Regions from separate parts of the Oryctolagus cuniculus genome. Here all the other regions are linked to region 1. A link is a contact called in public Micro-C data. All regions are on one chromosome and are shown on one strand. Each heading gives the region's core, a stretch centred on a gene start, on an enhancer-like site or on the middle of the called end of the contact. The rest is flanking DNA. Distances are from core to core; before and after follow the strand shown.

Evidence for each region. Hi-C and Micro-C count contacts between places; a contact is called where the count stands out from the background.
Region 2: a contact with region 1 is called in a Micro-C map of ear pinna, with 7 times the contacts expected there. The contact joins the promoter of G3BP1 here to the enhancer-like site in region 1. A contact is called at or near these places in 2 of 6 Hi-C or Micro-C datasets (ear pinna and psoas muscle).
Region 3: a Micro-C map of ear pinna shows a contact between it and region 1, with 5 times the contacts expected there. The contact joins the promoter of ATOX1 here to the enhancer-like site in region 1. A contact is called at or near these places in 5 of 6 Hi-C or Micro-C datasets (ear pinna, embryonic fibroblasts, psoas muscle and 2 more).

What each region holds. Positions count from the first base shown.
Region 1 is chr6:38,643,431-38,647,986 of mOryCun1.1, forward strand. No RefSeq gene overlaps it. Among named protein-coding and RNA genes, the nearest start is that of FAT2, 30 kb to the left of the region's middle. Within about 2 kb of position 2,296, at least 2 of the 8 cell types and tissues checked have an H3K27ac peak or open chromatin away from gene starts, as enhancers often do. A contact at or near this core is called in ear pinna, where this site is marked.
Region 2 is chr6:38,747,911-38,752,466 of mOryCun1.1, forward strand. It overlaps G3BP1 (G3BP stress granule assembly factor 1), which reads left to right and starts at 1,962. Exons shown (of 12, transcript XM_051844395.2): 1 at 1,962-2,161.
Region 3 is chr6:38,728,677-38,733,232 of mOryCun1.1, forward strand. It overlaps ATOX1 (antioxidant 1 copper chaperone), which reads right to left and starts at 2,433. Exons shown (of 5, transcript XR_007918994.2): 1 at 2,276-2,433.

The sequences.
Region 1 (4,556 bases), core at 1,046-3,545:
GAGCCTGGGGCATGACAGACTTTGACAGCTTTCAGGAATAGAAAGATCACTGTGGCTGGAGTGCAGTGACTCAGGGAGTGGTGCTAGGAGACTAGTCGTGTGTGGGGCAGCATCCGGGAACAGATGCAGCTTGAGTGTCTAGGCACTTACCTTCGTGTTCAGATTGTGATAATTCCCTTGACTCTGAGCCTTCCCCACCCTTCAAAATCAGATCCTTGGGGCTGGTGTTTGGTGCAGTGGCTTAAGTGGCTGCTTGCAGTGTCCATATCCTATACCAGAGGTCTGGTTCAAGTTCTGGCTACTCTGCTTTGGATTCGGCTTCCTGCTAATTTGTGTGCTTGGGCCCCTGCCATGCAGATGGGAGACCTGGATGAAGCTCCTGGCTCCTGGTTTTGGCTTGGCCCAGCCCTGGGTGTTGTGGACATTTGGAGAGTGAACCAATAAGCAGAAGATCTCTCTCTCTCTCTCTCTCTGCCTTTCAAATGAAGTGAAAATTAATTAGTTACTTTTTTAAAAGCTCAGGTCCTGCCCATCTCCCGCAAAAACTTCCCTGGACTGTCCCAAAGTTTGTACTCAGGAAGGCCCCTGCTCCACACTGGGAAGTGGGTGGCTCTCCCCACTCTTCTAAGCAAGTGTTGATGTGGCCTTCAGTCCACCTGCAATGCAAGTCCCCAAAATATACCTCAGCCCTAAAAGTATTTGCAATGCAATATTTGAATTAGAGCAAATAGAACAATGAATATTCATATCATCATTAACTGCTTTTAAGAAATTTTCCATTTCTCCACATTCACTTCCGTTAGGAACACTATAGGTCAGTGCTTTTCAGAAGTGCAGACTATAGGGCTGGCATTGTGGTGCAGTGGGTTGGGCCTATGACTGGCATCCCATACGAGTGCTGTTTCAAATCCTGATTCCCAGCTGCTCCACTTCTTATCCAGCTCCCTGCTAATGCACCTGGGAGAGCAGTAGGTACCTGCCACCCTCATGGAATTCTAGGCTCCTGGCATCGGCCTGGCCCAGCCCAGCTGTTGCAGCCATTTAGGGAATGAAGAAGTGGATGGAGGAGCTTTCTCTCTCTCTGTCTCTCTCCCTCTCTCTGTAACTCTTTCAAATAAATAAATAAATCTTCAGAAAAAGGCAGATTCCAGGGGCCTGCCCTGGACCTATTCCATCTAGAAGTAGACCTGGGAATCTGCCTTCTAAATATCCCTTCCCATCCTCACCCCAAACCCATGAGTCTTAGGCTCAGTGAAGACTGGCAGGTGCCAGTTAGAATCGGTCCCACGCAAGCAGTTTCCCTTTCTTCCTTGTAACTAACCCAGAAGCCTCAGTCTTCGCTGTGCATCAGAATCACCTGGGAAATGTTGAGAAATGCAGATGCCAGGCCCCTCTCCAACCTAACAGACCCGACCAGGGCAAGCTGGCTGGGCTTTGGTCTCAATCACTAACATCTTGCAGGTGGTTTTCTGTGGGAGCAGGCGCTGCGAGAGGACCCCCTTTCCTCCCTCTGTGTGACCCACCCCTGCCCCTGGTGATTGTCAAAGGCAGGGTTCACATGTCCTGCCACCGGCTGTCTCCCAGAACAGTGTCAGCAGGCACCTCCCATGCCCGTGCTCAGTGAAGACACTGAGTGGTCAGGTCTAAGGAGGAGGAGGCCCTGCAGTGTCGCCTGTGCAAACTGAGCTCAGGCATCCACTCAGCACGTGGGCTTGGAGGTAGGATTGCCACATATGGGGAGGAGAGGACAGTACACCAGGTGAAATTTGAAGTTCAGGCACTGCACATACTCAGCACATTATTTTTTGGTAGCAGTATGTCTTAAATATTGCATGGGATATACTTACACTAAAGGAAATTATTTGTTATCTATTTGAAGTTGGAATGTAACTGGGAGGCGTGGGCTTTATCTGGCAGCCCTACTTGGGGGAGTATCTCCCGCTTCTCCCAGTCTCAGTTTCCACATTTGGGAAATGAGAGCGCCCAGACTGGATGAGCTCTGTGGCGCCTTAGACTTGCTGAGACCGGAAGCGGCACCCCACAGCTCTGGGAGCCTTTCTCTGCAGTCCCACCAGGGGGCGCCCTGATCCTCCTCACCGCCTCGCGGGCGGATGACTCAGCAAGGAGGCGGTGTGGTCCCGCGGGCTCTGGGGGCCCGTCTGGAAACCGGGTTGTGAGGCCTAGGAGGGCCCAAGTTTGCTGGTCTCTAGGACAACTTGTTCAGGACAGGAGAGGATATCTCGGAGTCTCTCAAGATGGCCTTATCTCAGCCAGCTCCCCTCCCCTGCCATTTAAAGAGGCGACTGCTGCCCAGAGCAGTCACTTGTCCCAGCTCACACAGCTGTCCTGGAAACCAGACTCCTAACCCTCTGTCCAGTGCCCCTTTGCCTCTGTAGGGTGTCCTTGCTTTCTGTTTCTAGCAGGACATGTTTAATCCTTGCAGTCCTGTAGCCGAAACCAGTGCAGACGCGAGTCTACCCGGTACTGCCTAACAGAACCCAGACGCACGTGCCGGAGAGGGGAAGGAGCCGGGCTCTCACGTTTGCGCTGGGAGTTACAGACCACCGTGGCGGCGATGCGGGGATGATGGTGACAGGGCTGGTGACTTACTGCCTTCTCTATGCTGTACCCAACTAGCAAGGCAGGAACCATCACCCGCAGGATTTTACAGCAGTGAACTCAGAGCGTTGGGTCGTTTGGCTCAACGAAGCTCCCTGCAGTCAGCCGCACTTGCAAGGGAGGAAGCTGCCATTCTCTGGCCCCTTTGAGCCTAGTACCCCTGTTTCCCGCAGGCCTGCCCAACAACTCCTGCTGCACAGATGGTTTCAGGGCTGAGGTCACCTCCCAAAGAGCCACATCCCCGTGTGACAGAGAGGGCTGCCTGCTGCTTCTGCCCAGCAGGTGGTGTTAGGAGAGTTACACTGAATTCAGCTTAACTCTGTTCTCCTTGGAACTTTCTGATCATCGAAGAGAACGTCTTAAACAGCGTTCTACAAGCAGGGGCACATTTGCAAGTACATTACAGTTTTTCACTGCATTTGTATTTCTATCACATTGATCTTCATGGTATATGCTATTGATTTTCCATGTGCGGTACTGATACAATTTCTTCTAAAAGTTACGGTTGTTTAGTTTGGTTTGTTTCTTGAGGAGGATAGGGAAGCACTGGTTTAGGGATTTTCAAGTCTGAGGGCCTTGTTAACGCAGCTGATGGCTTTCGCCCAAGCCAGCAGCCCTGCCCTCCCCTTCCACAGCCCTGGACTGATTCATTTCTTCCTGTCTCTTGGAAGCTGGCTTTTTCTTGAAAACTCCTAGCAGCTCCCTATAGGGAGGTACCTGGATAGGGGGAAGAAAAATCCAGGTTCCTGTCCCACCTTTTCCACGGCCTCATCGTGTGGCCACGTTACCCCACCTCCCTGAACCTCAGAAAGTCTGCGGCAGATCTGTGGTGGTCTCTGGTGCTGGGCATTCCGTGGCTGACCGGTCCCTGGCTGGCCAAGGCCCAAGACTACACACTGCAGTCCGCAGGACCCATGTCCCATGTTCCACCCTCCCCACAGGGGCACTGGTTCCTGTCGTTTTCCACGATAGCTCCCTGCTTTCCTTCCTTCACAGCACAGCACGTTCCTACCTGGAACGGTATTCTGCGCTTCTATACTGTATGCCTCCCGAGAAGGAAGGAGAGCCCCCTTCCTGGGGCACTGCAGGAAGAAGGTGCCTAACACATTCTGACCCCCTGGTAAATGCCGAACAATGAGCGCTCAAGCCAGTGCCGAACCTGATTTAACCTGTGCCTGCCCAGAGATTGTGAGACCAGGGTTAGGCTTGCATCTCAAATGTCCAGGACCAAACTGGCCAAGCTCTTTCCACCCCTCTCCTTTCCATGATGTAGAAAACAACACCAGGACAGTCAGATTTTTTTAGGAGCTTGTATTATTTTAATAATCTCAAAATGCAAGGCCACTGCTAGATGTTGACACCTGCAGACCCAGTGATGTGGCCCCCAGCCAGTGAGAACACTCCCTGGGCCTGTTTCTCCATTGCAAGGTGTCAGAAGAGCAGCCTGAAAATGTCACACTAGCAAGACCAACAGGCTGAGCTTTGAAAGTGCTCTGGGGGCCGGCGCTGTGGTGTGATGGGTTAATGCCCTGGCCTGAAGCGCCAGCATCCCATGTGGGCGCCGGTTCGAGACCCGACTGCTCCACTTCTGGTCCAGCTCTCTGCTGTGGCCTGGGAGGGCAGTAGAAAATGGCCCAAGTCCTTGGGCCCCTGCACCCAAATGGGAGGCCCCGAAGAAGCCTCCTGGCTTCAGATCGGCATGGCTCCAGTCACTGTGATCAATTGGGGAGTGAACCTTTGGATGGAAGACCTCTCTCTGCCTCTCCTCTCTCTGTGTAACTCTTTCAAGTGGATAGATTAAAAAAAAAAAAAAAAGTGCTCCGTGAACTTAGGATGATCTGAGATAGCACCAATAGAACTTTCTATGATGATGAAAACATTCTAGGGGTCAATGTTTTGGCACAGCAGGTAAAGCTTCTGCCTGCAAAGCTGGCACC
Region 2 (4,556 bases), core at 712-3,211, 100 kb after region 1:
AGTGGACCCGGGACTGGAACCCAGGCCCTCTGATATGGGATGTGGGCATCCCAAGAGGCATCTTAAAGGCTGTGCCAAGTATCAGCCCTTGTTTTCCTCCTTTACCGCTGACTGAGGCTCGGCAGTGTGAAGTGTGAGTGCAAAGGTAAGACCAACATCCAAATCTACAGGAAGAGAAGATGATCCAGAGTCTCTCCGTCCCTCTGCACCTGTGCAGGAGCCCAGTGAGGACCAGTTTCAACAAGAGGAACCAACTCCTGAAAGTCAGGAGATTACACCTGAAGTGCAAAGGCCTGATCTGGAAGTGACCTCCTGGAACCGGCTTGGGCAACTGGCTTAGGGGCGAACTGTGGTGAACGTGGGGTTAGTCTTGATGTCACCGGGGCAGTTAAAAGACCTAGAACCGGTTACTATGCCGGAAGCAGGTGAGGGCAATGGAGTTTGTAAATGAGGAGACGCTGAAACCATGCTTGCACCCTTTATGTAGGAAATCTGTTAAAATTGTTAAAATTCTCTCAATAAAGTTTTAGAGTTTCCTGCAAAAGAAAAAAAAAAAAAGCCAATCTCTTGGTCCCAGACTCTTTCAGAAGGCTTCCTGGGGCTCTCCACTGCCCTCAGATTAAAGTCCAAATTCCTTAGCCTGGCTAACGTCTCGCAGCTTCCTTAGCGCCTGCTCCGGGCCGAGCTCCGTCGCGGCGGGGCAGCATCCGCGGGGCGCAGCCGGTGCCCAAGGTGCGCGGCTCCCACCGGCCGGAGGCGGCCAGGCGGCGGGCATGGCGTCTCTCCCCGCCGCCTGCGCTGGGCCGGCCGGCTCGGCGTCGCTCTCCCGCAGCACGGCCGCTCCACGTGCTTCATCTCCCAGTGTCTCAGCGCAGCCTAACGGAGCCCCAGCCCCCGGTCACATGGCTGCAAGAACGGACCCGGGCGGGTCTGCGCCCAGCGCGCTGCAACCGCGGCTCTTATCGTGTCCGATGCCCGTGGCGGCCAACAGAGGGCCGGGTCCGAGGTCGAGCGCCGTGGGCAGGGCAGGGCTGGGCGGGCAGGCCCCCGAGGGGTCTGAGGAGGAGTTACCTTCACCCGGCGCGGCGGCGTGAAGGCAGAAGCTCCCCGCACCACAGCCACCAGAGCAAGGGGTGACAATGGTGGCGAGGCCGGCGGGCTGACCACAGCCCGCCCAACGATCGCTCCTCGGCGGCAGTGCCGCGGGCCAAGTCGGACCGGAGCCCGCGTGGGGCGCGCGTCCTCCCGCCCAGCGGCCGTCGCCACCTGCCGCCTAGCCACGGGCTCCGGCGTTCCCAACGGGCGCGCCTCGCCGGCAGTGCTGACTCACGGGAAGGGCCAGCAAGTGCCCTCAGGCAGCGCGCGGACATGAAAGAGTTTGATAAGGAGAAGAATTAAATTCAGGGAAACTTTGCCACTTGGCTTCCTGGGTGCCAGACTGTGCGGAAAAGGCGGGAGAGGGAGACCCCAGGGGCCGGACCCAACAACCGAAAGAAAGAGGACAGAAGCCGGAGCCCGGCCCGCCTCTTAATCGCCCCGGAGGGCAAGGCCGCCCTGAGCCTCGGTCTCTTTGGAGAGCGGTTCAACCCCCATGTCAATCAGCTCATTCCGGTGTTGCCATTGGCCAGGTGCTTCCATGGCCTCCAAGTTGCCCACCTCCTAGTTGCTTGGGGTTTACTTCCCCAAAGTACACGGGCCCCACCTTGTGGAGCAACCGCTCCTGCACGGAAAACGGGTCTCCACCCAGGGGATGGAGTGCTAGCCAATGAGAGCATCTCCAAGCATTTATTGGCTACTATGGGTATCAGTCAAAGAATTTCCCACCCTCCTCTCTACTATGCCTTCCAGTTACTGGGCCCTTTGAGTGCCAATCCGTTACTAGGGAAACGAGATCTTCACAGTCTCATAGGTATGTGTCAAAGCCAATCAAGAGCCACGCCCCCATCATGAGGCAGTATCCAATTGCTGTTCGAAGAGCCCAGAGGATGCAGTCGGGATTGGTCATCCACTCGCCTGGCCTGGCTGCAACAAGTTAGGCTGAGTCGCGATTATATAGACCGGCGGCGGAGCACGCGTGTGTGCGGACGCAGTTGCGTGAGCGATTTCTGCTTCTCTCCGTGCGGTGGAGCAAGGCTTGTTCCTCTCCCACTCAGCCGCGCAGGTACGCCGGGGTGTGGGCGGGGCAGGGTACTGGAGGACGGGGACGAGTCGGGGCGACGGCGGGAGAGAGGAGAAACCCGAGGAGCTGCCGCGCGGGGCGCGTCCCCCCACCCCCACCCCAACGGCCGCAGGCGCGCGCGGCGGGCGTTCGGGCGCGCGGCGCCGCCTCCCCCCCCCCCCCCCCCCCACCGGCTGGAGCGCGTGGCCGCGTCCGCCGCGCGCGCGTCCAACGGCCACGCGGGGCAAGAGCAGCCGGTGGCGGCGGCCCTCCGAGTCCCGGCGTGACCTCCCGGGCCCGGGGTCCCCGCGTTGCCCGGGAGCGTGTGCGGCTGGCTTTGCGCGCCGGCCCCCGCCACGCGCCATCGGGGGCTTTCTTGGAGGGGACAGCACGAAAGTGCCATGAGAGAGAGTCTCGGAGCTGGCAAAGCAGAAGTGCCGCGCCTTGGTGGCGCCTGCGGGGACGGGGGAGATGCGCGGTCCTCCCCGCCCGCACGGTGCCGAGCGGGGTGTCTGCCCGGAGAGCTGGGTGCCGTCGCGGCCGCCTTTCGAATAGGAGAGGCACGAAGGCACAGGCCCACGGGCGGAAGGGCGGGTAGGGTGGCTCGCTGGCTCCGGGCCCCTGAGCCGGTGCGAGTCCAGGGCACCTTTGCCCCGGGAGCACTTGTCCCTTCGCAAGGCCCCTGCGCGGAGCGCGGCCGGGCCTGAGTGCGCATGGGCTTGCAGGGGCTCGGGTTGGGAGTGGGGCTGCGACAAAGGGAAGGGGTGTTTGGGCTTCGTGCCTGCACGTATTCGTACCGTTGCAGCTTCAGAGAAAATTAGAGGGGCGGGGGGACCGAGTAAAATGCAGATAAGTGCGTGTGTTCCTCATCGGGCTTTAAGCTCTCAGCATTGTGATGGGAAAGTCCCGCCAGCGGGAAGTGAGGCTGTGATTCGACTTTTCCCTTTTTTGTTTAAATCAGCCGATTTTCGGGGAAAAAAAGGGACGTCTAAGAAAATCAGTTGCCGAAAATGAGGTCCAGAGCAGTGAGATTCGAATGTCCCCAGCACCTGTGGGTTGAAATTAGAAATTGGAGTGGAGGACATAGCACCGGTTACAATGTAACCGTGATCCTGCGGGGGTTCTGTGGCTGAGAGGCGCACTGTCGGTATTGGAAGTGTGTCTGCAGGGTTCAGTCCGCAAGGCTCCAGGGTGTGTGCAAGGTCGTGGAAGAAACCTTCCTTACCATCAAGGACTGGAGTTTATTTTTACAGCAGTGTTCTCATATTGTGGACTATTGAAAGCTAGTAATGCCTTGGTCTCGTGAAATGTTTTTAATGTTGCAGGCCCGTATCATTCATTTTGCATCGCAAATACCTGAACTTCAGGCAGAACTAAAAAAAGTTTGAAGATTAGCTCTTTGGACTAATTTTTTTTCTTGAAAGGCTTTTCACTGTTTTGTTTTTCAGTAAAGCTTGTTTCTACAGATCCTTTTTCAGATCTTTAAGGGATTTTTTTGCTGTCAAAGCAGACACAACGTGCATCCTTGTGCAGGGATTAACAATTACGAAGTTTAATATTTGTGTTTCTCTACGACAGGCGCTTTCCCTGTTTCTTAACAGAAGGTAGCAATAAAGGATCAAAATAATTGTAGGGACAAGTTCTTCCTTTGTTGGTGTTGCTATAAATAACACGTTGCTTTAAAATGTAACATTGTTTTATTTGCAGCGTGCTTTGTGTAGCAATTCCAGTTACCTGCATTTGTAGCATGTTAAGATTTAAGGTGAACCATTTAAATCGCCTGATGTTCAAACATGATAATGACGTACATTTAAACAGAGTTCAGTGAACATTATTGCTTGAGGTAAAATAAATATATCAGAATGAAATGATCTTACGTATTGAGGAAAATTTTGTAAATTTTACCTTCAAATACTAAAAAAGTTGTTCTTGACCTCAGGCAAGAAGTGGTCTTGTTGGTCTGGAATACTATGTGATTATTTTGCAAATCAGTACCCCAGCTGCTGATTTGTGCCTTTTATCTAGTACTGGTAAACTGAAGAAATTGTGATAACACAATACCTGTGTCTCCCCACTTCTGGATCAAGGTATAGGTTACTTTTCTTGGAGTTGAGTCCTTTCAGTCTAAGCTTTGTACCTCTTCTCACAGGTAGAAAAGTATGTGGGTCATTGTTTAACTCTTAGCTGGTAGGTGGGGTGGGGGCGACATTGGGAGATTTTGATTTTGTTTGTGACCCGTGTTAATTTATCTTTTGGGTTTTCAAAATTTATTTCAGTACTTTATTTAGGAAGTAAAGAACACAGATTAGTTTTAAATTTTCATAGATTTGTGATGGTGTTGAAATTTCATATAAGACCAATTACTAAAATAAGTATTTTTGTCATAATAAAACTGCAT
Region 3 (4,556 bases), core at 1,183-3,682, 85 kb after region 1:
GGTAACACACTCTTCTCCCTACAGTTGAGAGGCAGTCCCTCAAAACCCTTATTCCCTTCAGCTGTTCATCTTGTGATATGGAGCCTGTCGGGTTTTGTGATGAAGAGGGTCCTTTGTCACAAGCCCTGGAAGGAGACTTGAAACAGACTGACCCTCAAACTGGCCTTCTCCTCCACTGCAACCCCTCACAATCCACCTGGCGGCGTGCCCTCTCCCAGGCCCAGGCTGAGTAATGCTGACCTCAACCACTGCCGCAAGTAGACCTGCTCAACTGGTACTGGCTCATTCTTTGTCCACATTAAGTGCTGGCTCAGGACCACAGGGAAATGACATCTGAGATGTTTACAGCTCTGCTCAGGGGGCCTCAGGCTCATCTGCAAGCTCCCAAAGAGCCAGGCTGCTAAGACAAAGGGGCTCAGCGGGACCCCTCTGGGTCCCCACTTGGTATACAGCCAGGAAACCTGAAACCCTGGAGCCAAGCACTGAACGCTGGGACCTCAACCAGGACCTCAAGAATGCAACTAGGATACAAACTTCCTCCCACGTGGCTGTGACTTCATCAGGTCCCACCTGGTCAGGCCAGGAGACACCATGAGCCTGAAGACAAAGGGGCTTAATCTTGACTCTAACTCCAATACCTTCAGTAAGTTATTAGGCTTCTCATTTTTACTTTTTTTAGAAAAATATTTCAGCCGGTGCCACGGCTCAATAGGCTAATCCTCTGCCTGCAGCACCGGCACACAGGGTTCTAGTCCCAGTCAGGGCGCCGGATTCTGTCCCAGTTGCCCGTCTTCCAGGCCAGCTCTCTGCTGTGGCCCAGGAGTGCAGTGGAGGATGGCCCAAGTCCTTGGGCCCTGCACCCCATGGGAGACCAGGATAAGTACCTGGCTCCTGCCTTCGGATCAGAGTGATGCGCCGGCCGCAGCACGCCGGCCACGGCAGCCATTGGAGGGTGAACCAACGGTAAAGGAAGACCTTTCTGTCTCTCTCTCTCACTGTCCACTCTGCCTGTCAAAAAAAAAAAAAAAATTTCATTTATTTGAGAGGTAGCGTTAATGACAGAGGGAGAGACAGATGGAAGATCGGCCACAGTTGGACCATTCCTAAGCCAGGAGCTTCTTCTGGGTCTCCCATGTGGGTGCAGGGGCCATCCTCTGCTGCTTTCCCAGGCCATAACAGAGAGCTGGATTGGAAGAGGAACAGCCGGGACTTGAACCAGCACCCCCATGCGATGCTGGCACCACATTGCGGGAAGGGAGGGTGCAACTGGTGCAGTGATTAAGATATTACTTGGGATGCCTGCATCCCACGCAGGTGTGTGTGAGTCCTGGCTGCACTTTCCAGCCCAGTGTTCTGCTACTGTGCACTTCCGCAGGCAGCAGGTGATGCCGCAAGTGGCTGCATCCTGGCCCCCAACAACAGTGGGATCGGGACTGAGTTCTAGGTGTCTGCCTGCCGCCTTGCCCAATCGTGGCTGTGGAGGGTATGGGGGGGAGTGAATGAGCCAACTGTCTCTCCCTTTCAAATAACATGGAAACCATTAACTAAAATTTAAAATCTAAAAGATAAGGCATATATGTAAGACCAAGTGAACTGCAAAGCCAGCCAGCAAGTATGGGCATGTGCAAACTGTAGAGTTCGTATATCTCATATTCCTTCCCAAGCTCTAGCGTGTACAGCGCCGACTTTGGGTAGGTTCCTGAAACCTCTCCGAGGCTGGTGGGTCCAGGCTGAGGACCTGACTGCTGGAAAGGTGAAACGCACTGTGTCCACGCAGGGTCGCCCAGCGCTGACCTGAGAGGAGGCCGGGCCAGGTGCAGAACTTCTGTAAACCCGGTCCTGCCCGTGAGGCAACAGCTGGACCCACCCACTTGCTCAGAACGGCCCGGCCAACTCCCCGGCCAGAGCAGGGCGTCCACGTGTAACAGCCGTTCCCGCTGGACACCGACCCTCCTGGGTCACGCGGGCTCACTCCGTCCCCTCCCCGAGACTCCACTTCCCGGAGCTGCAGGGAAGGTTTGCGTTTGTAGCTGCACGAGGCCATGCAGTTCCAACGTTCTGCAGCCAGGCGCCCAGATTTAACTCTTTTCGGATGCGATTTTCTGGAGGGTCCCCGAACCTGGGGGCGGCTGGGGAGGAGGAGGAGGAGAGATAGTTAACAGCTCCAGCCGCGGCCTGAGCCCTGGAAAAGCGACTAGTGGCCGAGCGGCGGTGTGGCCGGGGCGCAAGCCGAGCACCGCAGGCTAGCGCAGGCGGGGACGGCGCGGCCACTTACCGGCATGACAGGCGCAGCAGACGCGGCGGCGGTGGCGGTGGCGGTAGCGGTGGCGGTGGCGGTGGCGGCGGCGACGGCGGCGGGGAGCGGCGGCGGCAACGCGTCTCCGGGCTGCAAGGCGGGACTCCAATGCGTTTCCGGGAGTGCGCGCGAGAAACCCCGCCTACTGGCAAGACTGGCACCTTCTTATTCCCCTCGGCAGGGCGGCGGGGCGGCCGAGCAGACCCCGCCCCTCGGGTCGGGCATCTGGCGGGCCCCGCCCCCTGCAGGCCTGGCGGTCGCCGAGCCGCCAGACACACGAACACCTGGGCACGTTGGCGAGAGGCGGTGAGAGGGAGGCTTCCCTCCTCCGTCGGCTGTTAGCTATTTTGGGGGCGCCCATGTTAGGCCATGTTGGGAACACAAGGCAAAGGCCCGGCAGCGCGGGTCCCGCCCTTCCCTCCCCGACGCCTGGCGGCGCCGAGCGTCCGCAGCCTCGAAGGGAGCGAGGAGGCGGCAGTGGTGGCGGCGCCGGGGTTCAGGAGCGGAGGAGGGGTCTCTAAGTGGGGCTGGAAGGTGGCGGCGGCGGTTCCCGAGAGGAGGGCTCGTCTGAGGGAGAAGCTGCGCTGCTTGGTGGGGACAGGGGTGGGGACAGTGGGAGAGCGCTTTGGGCACAGGGAACAGCGCGCACCCAAGTCGGAAGGCAGGAGTGGGCCCGCCCGGAGAAACCAGCTGGCAAAGAGGTGCACCCACTGCCACGAGGGGAGGCAGGGTTGCTCTGGGAAACTTAGGCACGTCAAGTTCTGGCGTCTCTCTCGCTCTCGCTCTCTCACGCACCACCGCCAGTGGTCATGTGTGTGGACATTCCCTGCCGGTCGGAGTACTTTCAAAGGTTTCTCAGTAGCAGAACTGCTTGGTGAGTTTAGGAAGCACTGGGATTTCTTCCTGTCAGTTGTGAAAATGTGGATGACTAGAGGACGTTACGTTCTTCTAAAAAAAAAAAAAAAAAAAAAAAGTTGAAATATCTTCCATTCACTGATTCACTCTCCAGATGGTCAGAATAGCTAGATCTGGGCCAGGCCGAAGCCAGGAGCCAGCAACTCCATCCAGGCCTCCCACATGGGTGGCAGGGACCCAAGTATTGGGCCATCATCTGCTGTCTTCCCAGGTGCATTAACAGGGAGCCGGATGCTAGTGTGACACACATCATAAGCGGCAGCTTAACCCACTGTGCCACCATGCCAGCCCCAGGCTATTATAGTAAGTAGAATAAGGAAGATAAGTCCCACATGGTCCGAAAAACTTGATTTCATAGAAATTGAAAACAAAATGGAGGTTACCAGAGACTGGGGAGAGTAATGGGGAAGAAGGGGAGGGGCTAAGTTGATGAACAGGGACTAGGTAATAGGTAGGAGAAAGACGGTCTGGTGTTCTATTGCACAGGGGTGATTGTAGATAGTGTTAACATACTGTGTATTCTTTAAAGAGAAGATCCCAGGAGACAGCATTTACAATGTCTGCAAAATAAGAGATGATAAATGTTTGAGGAAATAGATACGTTTACCCCATTTGAATATTCCACAAAATATACATGTACAAAGACATCACTTAATACCCTATACATGGGGGCCATTTGCTGTGGCGCAGCGGGTTAACACCCTGGCCTGAAGCACCAGCATCCCATATGGGCGCCAGTTCTAGTTCCATCTGCTCCACTTCCAATCTAGCTGTCTGCTATGGCCTGGGAAAGCAGTAGAAGATGGCCCAAGTCCTTGGGTCACTGCACCCACATGGCAGACCAGGAAGAATTTCCCTCCTCCTGGCTTCGGATCGGTGCAGCTCCGGCTGTTTCGGCCAAATGGGGGAGTGAACCATTGGATGGAGGATCTCTCTCTCTCTCTTTGCCTCTCCTCTCTTTGTGTAACTCTTGACTTTCAAATAAAATAAAATCTTTAAAAAATACCCTATATATGTATAATTTTCATATACCAGCTACAAATAAGATACAGCTTGGACTGCTGGGCCTCTTGATAAATTCACCTGCCCTTCTTTTCTTTTTTCTTTTTTTTTTTTTTTTTCTTTTTTTGACAGGCAGAGTGGACAGTGAGAGAGAGAGACAGAGAGAAAGGTCTTCCTTTACCGTTGGTTCACCCTCCAATGGCCGCCGCGGCCGGCGCGCTGCGGCCAACGCACTGCGCTGATCCGATGGCAGGAGCCAGGTACTTCTCCTGGTCTCCCATGGGGTGCAGGGCCCAAGCACTTGGGCCGTCCTCCACTGCACTCCCGGGCCACAGCAGAGAGC